Regions from separate parts of the Capra hircus genome. Here region 1 is linked to region 2. A link is a contact called in public Hi-C data. All regions are on one chromosome and are shown on one strand. The core of a region is the stretch at or near the end of the contact, and the rest is flanking DNA. Distances in the headings are between cores, read along the strand shown. Region 1 overlaps CLMP (CXADR-like membrane protein). Region 2 has its middle 64 kb from the start of CLMP.

Region 1 (3,840 bases), core at 186-2,685, 140 kb after region 2:
CAAGCTAGGTTACCAGTGGCCTAAAGGGAGGGAGCCATCTTAAAAAACTCAGCCAGGATTCTTGATCCTGCCACATCTGCTCGAACTGACAATCTGATCCAAAAATTGGGCCTCAATATGTGAGGGAAAGTCAGTGCAAGAAAATTATAGGTCTCACTTATTTGGACTAAGTGAGCCTCCATGAAAGGATCATCCAAGGCATCTATTTGACCACCAAAACAAGGCCAGTTCTTTGGACATAACATTTTTAGAAAGATTTCAACTATGAATATTTTATGACAAATGTAGACAGCATATTAAAAAGCAAAGACATCGCTTTACTGACAAAGGTCTATATAGTCAAAGCTATGGTTTTTCCAACAGTCATGTACAGATGTGAGAGTTGAACCATAAAGAAGGCTGAGCCCCAAAGAACTGATTGATGCTTTCAAATTGTGGTGCTGGAGAAGACTCTTGAGAGTCCCTTCAACTGCAAGGAGGTCAAACCAGTCAATCCTAAAAGAAATCAACCCTGAATACTCATTGGAAAGACTGATGCTGAAACTGAAGCTCCAATACTTTGGCCACTTGATGCAAAGAGCCAATTCATTGGAAAAGACCCTGATGCTGGGAAAGATTGAGGGCAGGAGGAGAGGGGGACAACAGAGGATGAGATGGTTGGATGACATCACTGACCCAATGGACATGAGTTTGAGCAAACTCTGGGAGATGGGGAAGAACAGAGAAGCCTGGCGTGCTGCAATCCATGGGGTCACAAAGAGTCAGACACGACTTAGCCACTGAACAACAAGTCTTTCTCCAGCTTCCCAGGTGACTCAGTGGTAAAGAATCTGCCTGCCAAGCAGGAGACTCATGTTTGATCCCTAGGTTAGGAAGATCCCCTGGAGAAGGAAATGGCAACCCACTCCAGTATTCTTGCCTGGGAAATCCCATGGACAGAGGAGCCTGGTGGGCTATGGTCCATGAGCTGCAAAGAGTTGGACATGACTGAATGATTAAGCAGCAGTAGCAGCAAGGTCTTTCTCAATTAAAGTGAACCCTTCAAAAAAAAAAAAAGAAAGAAAGAAAGTGAACCCTTCAGTGCCCAGGGAACCCAAGGCTGGCCCCTGGGGGTTAAATTGCCCCTTCTTGCTCACCTGCCAAGCAGCAGACACATATTCAGCAGCCCCCATGAGCATTGCCAAGCCTGGAGGTTGTAAGGAGAGCCCAGGCACTTTGCATGTAGACTTCAGGAGTTTGAGTTAAAAAGCACAGAAGTACCTGAGAACTCTGCAGGGATTCTAGGGACCTGAGGTTCAGGGAAGACTAGAGGTGAATACACCCTGATCCTGAGGCTCCTTGCCTTGGTAAAACCATTTGTGATTCATGGAGTGACCTGGCCCTGCACTGCTGTGTTAATTCTGGGTGTGGTATAAATAGAACTTGGTGCTCTGGCAAAGCACACCACCCACCGTGTTCCTTTCCTTTGAGGACATCAACCAAATCTGAGCCTCTGATTCCCTCTAGTGGCTCAAATCGGCAACTTTCCTAGCTGATTCTTTGCATTTAATTATTCAATATATATTGAGTGCCTACTGTATGCACCAAATTGGTGCTGGGTTCTCTAGCTTTGCCAGGGGTGCTTCATCTGAACACTGTCCTGTCCAGTGGAAAGTGATCAGAGATGGAAGCCAGAGCTCCTCCATAGAAGCTTAGCTTAGTACAGGGCAAACCGGCTCTGCTTTATGGGAACTGAAGGAGGATAGGTTTTACATGAGTTAGTTCTGCCACTAAATGAGTTGTAGGACCTTGGGCCAACTCCTTTATCCCCAGACCTCAGTTTGCTCATTAATAAAATCAGTGCATGGGTTAGATTCAAATCCATCCAATACGTATTTATTGAGCACCTGCAGCATGTGAGACCCTGACTGAGTGCTCTGGGCATGCAGCGGTAATAGAACTTAATCTCAAGGTGCTTAGAGGCAAACTCAGGAAGCTACATGAAACCAAGGGTATGAGTAGTTTAGCATGGCTGTTAGGGTGAGCTTTGCAGGGAGACAGATCTGGATAGAGCCTTGCGCTGACACTTCCTAGCTGTGTGATACTGGGCAAGTTGGTGGGATTCCTCGTGATCTAGCAGTTTGGACCCCACACTTCCACTGCTGGGGACCTTGGTTCCATTCCTGGTCAGGGAACTGAGCTCCCACAAGCAAAAAACAAACAAACAAACAAAAAATTGTTGCTGACACAGTACCATTTCTGGAAAAAGATGAAAGTTAAAGAAAGTAGAACTGAATTCCTATTGGCCAAAGGAATACTGGAGGGATGAAGGGGCAGGATCCAAATGTGGTAGCTTGGAATTTTGCTTTGGGTAGAAAGTGCTGCTTCCTGTTGTGCAGCCATATGATATGAAACTGTGGAGAATGAAGATGGAAGCTGGGGGAGGAGGAGACTGTGTGTCCCTTGAGGGAGCAGGGGCTGCCGCAAGAGCCCCCTTGGTCCTGGAGGCACGGCTGCACTTGCTGAGAGTTTTGTGAGGGAGGCCGGACTTCAAGGCTCTGAGGCGTGAACCACATCTGGAGCCTGTGCTGGAAGGAGGCTAACCCTGTCCTCCTTGTTAGTTTCCTCCATCCTTTCAGAAGCCTTCGTTAGTGGGGGAAAGAAAGATCAAAAAACAAAGTTGTTTTTAACTTGAGTGATTTCATTGTTTCTAAAAACCCTGGAGGGTAGGGAAGGTGGGCATTACCAGGAGTGTAATTTGCGGGGGTACGGAAGATATGATGAATTCAGTTAATAGAGGAGCCAGTGTGAGACCAGGGTCTTCCAGTACTTCTGGACCAGGGTTCCTCCAACACCGTGACGTGCCTCTTGCCCACAGAGACATCCAGTAATTATTAGCTGTAGTATTTGTTTCCTGCACCCCGTCATCCAGTTTCTGCACGACTCATTGGAGGTTTTCCTCTTCCAGTTTCCTACTACGTTGGAACCTTGGGGACTCACACTGAGATCAAGAAAGTGGCAGAGGAGAAGGTCACTCTGCCCTGTCACCATCAGCTGGGGCTCCCAGAGAAAGACACCCTGGATATCGAATGGCTGCTCACCGATCGTGAAGGGAACCAAAAAGTGGTGAGTGTGTGTCTGACTGGAGTCTCGCTCCCTTTTCCCCTGTCCTCCTCCACCTTGCCTTAGTCCTGCATCTTTCTCATTGTGTAAGAAAGTTCTAGAATTGCTTTCTCATCTGGTTTAGAGTTGGAAGACTCTAGATACAATACTATAACAAGAAAGGATACTGGGTTGTGAGGATAAAAGATTCTGCTTGGGGACGAGCAAGAACTACAAGAATCTATCATTTTTCCAAGGAGGGAATCTACATTAGTGGCGTCTTTCCTATGAGGGGGGCAAGGATCCAGTAGCTTGATCGCCTAGTCTAGTGGGCCAGAACCATACCTGTCCTGAGAAGTCTGCTCCTCTTCCTCCTCTGAAACCATCACCACCTGCTGGTGCTTAAACTTTGCACGGGCATGACTTCTGAACTCTACGATTGTGCAAAGTGATAAACAACATAGAATACAGAGAAATAAAGAGGAGATGAATGGAAACGGTTAAAACTTATAGTTGGATGAGCAAAAGAACTGATACTGATTCTACAGCTGGAAAATAAAGGAGCTGGCCCTGGGTCTGCAGTGCTGAGGTTTGGAAGGGTCACCAGGGTGGCCCATTGGTTTTCATAAGCTTCTGGCAGTATAAACCTAACCCTAACCCTAACTCTGTTTGGGGGCGAGCAAGAACTATAAGACTCTATCATTTGCCCAAGAAGAGAATCTACACTAGTGGCATCTTTCCTATGAGAGGGACAAGGAT
Region 2 (3,713 bases), core at 98-2,597:
GCCCCCTGATTCTAGTCAGCCCACCTCTAGCTTCCCCCGGCAACAACCTCCAACCAGAGCACACAGGAGGTCTTCCCCTTTCTTAATTGTAAAGCTTCCCACTCTCTGTCCGCTTCTGCATCTCTGCAAACTCACTGATGGTTTCTGGCTCTCCCACTGTAGCAAGCTCTGTTGGTTCTCATTTGGACAATCTTCATTTATTTCCACAATTAGGTTTATTTCTTACTATCATCCAGCAAAGCAAACATACTTATGTCCATTTTACAGATGGGGAAAACTGATGCTCAGAAAGGCCAAATATATAGCAAGGCTGAGAAGCACCTTGAGAAGGAAATAAAAATCAGTTGTGTAAATAGTCTGGGATGCACTGAGCCCTCTCATTTTCTTCCTGGCCTGGGGTGTAGACTGTGGGCCTGAAGATGAAGGAGGCATTGCCACCTATGCATTGATGGGGTCTACATCTAGGTATCAGTGGGACCAGGGATCTGAAAGAATGAAAGAATCAGAGGCCACAACACATTTTTTTTGCTCTACCCACATGAGGTCAAAATAAACACAATTGTCCACATTCAAGAATCAGTCATCACAGTAACTTAGAATCTTGCAGTATTATAAGAAGATGGCTGCCTCATTCACCACCTTCCCCAAACAAGCATCTCCTGTGCTATTGTGAAAACACCTGTTGAACCCGGAGAAGGCAGAAACCAAATCAGTTTTATTTTTTACTATCATAAGGATATGATAGTAACAAACAAACCTAATTTGTTTTTGAAGGTGAAGTGAGCGTCGCTCATTTATGTCCAACTCTTTGCAACCTCATGGACTATACAGTCCATGGAATTCTCCAGGCCAGAATACTGGAGTGGGTAGCCTTTCTTTCCCTTCTCCAAGGGGATCTTGCCTACCCAGGTCTCCCGCGTTGCAGGCGGATTCTTTACCAGCTAAGCCAAGGGAAGCCCAAAAATACTGGAGTGGGTAGGCTATCCCTTCTCCAGTGGATCTTCCCGACCCAGAAATCGAACCTGGGTTTCCTGCATTGCAGGAGAATTATTTACCAACTGAGCTATGAGGGAAGCTTATAACAACCTCTACCACCCTTTTACTGAGTGCTTTCACTTTCACTTTTCACTTTCATGCATTGGAGAAGGAAATGGCAACTCACTCCAGTGTTCTTGCCTGGAGAATCCCAGGGACGGGAAAGCCTGGTGGGCTGCCGTCTATGGGGTCGCACAGAGTCGGACACGACTGAGGCGACTTAGCAGCAGCAGCACCACCACCACCCTTTTGTCTGAAATGTCAGGAGGACCTGCAGAGACCTAGCTGGCCACCAGGTGGCACCAGCGCAGAGCTAATGCCGGCTCTAGCCTCCTGCTTGCCTAGCCCAGTAGAGAGGCAACCACGTGCATCCACAGAGGTCAGTAAGAGGAGGTAAAATAAAAACTGGAAATAGGAGCTGGAGATAGGGCTGCCCTTATAATCTCACAGCGAGCCTTTTATGTGATTGCGACTTTTATCATTAACAGGCCATTTGTTCTGCACCAGAGGCCTGAGTTAGCAGTGGATTAAGAATTGAAACCAGCCTAATGTTTAAACTACTCAGAGGAAGGTTAGAGGGCTTTCAGAGAAATGACCTGAGTAATCTCCCAGCTGGGTTAATGTAAATGAAGCTTTTCTTTGCTAAGCTTCGTTCCAATGCCCTGGGCTTTCAAAATTACAGGTTTTCTGAGGCTCACAGTTTAATTACCTATTTGTACAAAAATATTCCTTATTAAAGGAGCAAGCCAACAGAAGTGATGGCAACATTTTCCCAGCTATGACCAGCTCCTGGAGGCAGCCTAGTATAGGTACAAGAATCGGTCTTGGAACTGAACTGGGGTTTGGATTGTAGCTTTTCCTCTTCCTAACTGCATATCTTTGGGTGAGTTCTTTAATCTCTTAGGACCTATTTCTCCATTAAATTAAGCACACTCTGCAGAACTGTAAGGGTTGTGTGATGTGTGGCATCTGTAGATGCCTCGCATATTGCATGCCATGTGGCAGGGTGCAATAAATGAGTATCCTTTTCCCCAGTCACCGAAAGGCAGTGGAGCTTTGCGCTGATAATGCAAGTGGACACACTGTCCTTTGGCAGCCCGCATACCCTGGATTCTACTGCTCTGAAATCACTTCTCATCCACCATTCCATTTTGGCTTGCACATTTTGAAACAGCTGCCTAGGGCAGGGAGCTGTGTGGGATGCAGGGTTTTTCTTTAAAATGCAGATTAAGGATAAACGCAGACCTCTGCATCGTGGTCTGTACTGGCACCTCCCACCTGACTTGCTTTCCGAAGCCCTGCACAGTCCAGTCCCAAAGACAAGCTCTCTGCTGAGACGGGAGAGGAGCAGGGTGAGTGCCAGCCTCCTTCCTGCTTCAGCTTTGTCACTTTAGAAACGTGGTGGTTGGGTTATGGGTTTGGTCAGGTTTCAGGTGGGCAAAACAGAAGGACGGGTGTGGTTTTCAAAAGCCTGTGGCCTCTTTCCAGGTCTTTGGGCGGTCAGAATACATCACGATCTCTCACTTCTAAATGCATAGCCAGAAAGTCAGGTGGGGGCCAGGCGCTGGGGGTCTGGTATGGGGCAGCAGGGAACACCTTCGACCTGAATTCTGCAGACACGGGGTCAAGACCAGGCTCTGCTACTGTTGTATAATAAAGAATTTGTCTGGTCTTTGTCCCAGGTTCCTGGGATGGAACTTTAAAAAAATATATATTTATTATTTGTTTTTATTTATTTGGCTGCACTAGGTCTTAGTTGCGGCATGCAGGTTCTTTTTAGTTGTGGCATGTGAACACTTGAAAGAAAGTGAAAGTGTAATCACTCAGTTCTGTCCGACTCTGCGACCCCATAGACTGTAGCCTGCCAGGCTCCTCTGTCCATAGAATTCTCTAGGCAAGAATACTGAAGTGGATTGCCATTTCCTTCTCCATGGGGTGGAGCTTCTTAAATGCTTGGAATTGCCTGAGTGATAGGAGTGTCTGTTATTCACGAGCCCTTTGGTCACACCTGAATTTCTAGTAATAAGCTGGGTCAGGATGGAGACTGGTTACTAGAAAGACCAACCACGTGACTAGAGGATTGGGACATTGAGCCTGGGGAGCAGTGGGGGGCTGGAGATTAAGTTATCAATCATGCCCAAGTGATGAAGCCTCAATATAAGTTCCAGACACAGGCTCAGTGAGCTTCCTGGCTGTGCCAGGAGGGTTACATGCTCTGATTCCAGGGGGAGAGGACACAGAAGCTCTGCATTCAGGACCCTCCACACCTCACTCTGTGTGTCTTTTTTGCATGGCTGATCCTGATTCATAACGTTTAGAATAAAACTACAGTTGTAAGCATGAAGAACTGATGCTTTTGAATTGTGGTGCTGGAGAAGACTCTTGAGAGGCCCTTGGACAGCAAAGAGATCAAACCAGTCAATCCTAAAGGAAATCAAGCCTGAATATTCATTGGAAGGACAGATGGCTGAAGCTGAAGCTCCAATATTTGGCCCCCTGATGAGAAAAGTCAACTCATTGGAAAAGTCCCTGATTCTGGGAAAGATTGAGGGCAAGAGGAGAAGGGGACAACAGAGGATGAGATGGTTGGATGGCATCACTGACTCAATGAACATGAGTTTGAGCAACCACAGGAGATAGTGAAGGACAGGGAAGCCTGGCGTGCTGCAGTTCATGAG

Evidence for each region. Hi-C and Micro-C count contacts between places; a contact is called where the count stands out from the background.
Region 1: a Hi-C map of liver shows a contact between it and region 2, with 3 times the contacts expected there. The contact joins two enhancer-like sites. A contact is called at or near these places in 2 of 5 Hi-C or Micro-C datasets (blood and liver).

The regions. Positions count from the first base shown.
Region 1 is chr15:48,618,681-48,622,520 of ARS1.2, forward strand. CLMP (CXADR-like membrane protein) reads left to right here. Exons shown (of 8, transcript XM_018059635.1): 3 at 2,948-3,105. Among named protein-coding and RNA genes, the nearest start is that of HSPA8, 32 kb to the right of the region's middle. Within about 2 kb of position 1,436, at least 2 of the 5 cell types and tissues checked have an H3K27ac peak or open chromatin away from gene starts, as enhancers often do.
Region 2 is chr15:48,474,279-48,477,991 of ARS1.2, forward strand. No RefSeq gene overlaps it. Among named protein-coding and RNA genes, the nearest start is that of CLMP, 64 kb to the right of the region's middle. Within about 2 kb of position 1,348, at least 1 of the 5 cell types and tissues checked has an H3K27ac peak or open chromatin away from gene starts, as enhancers often do.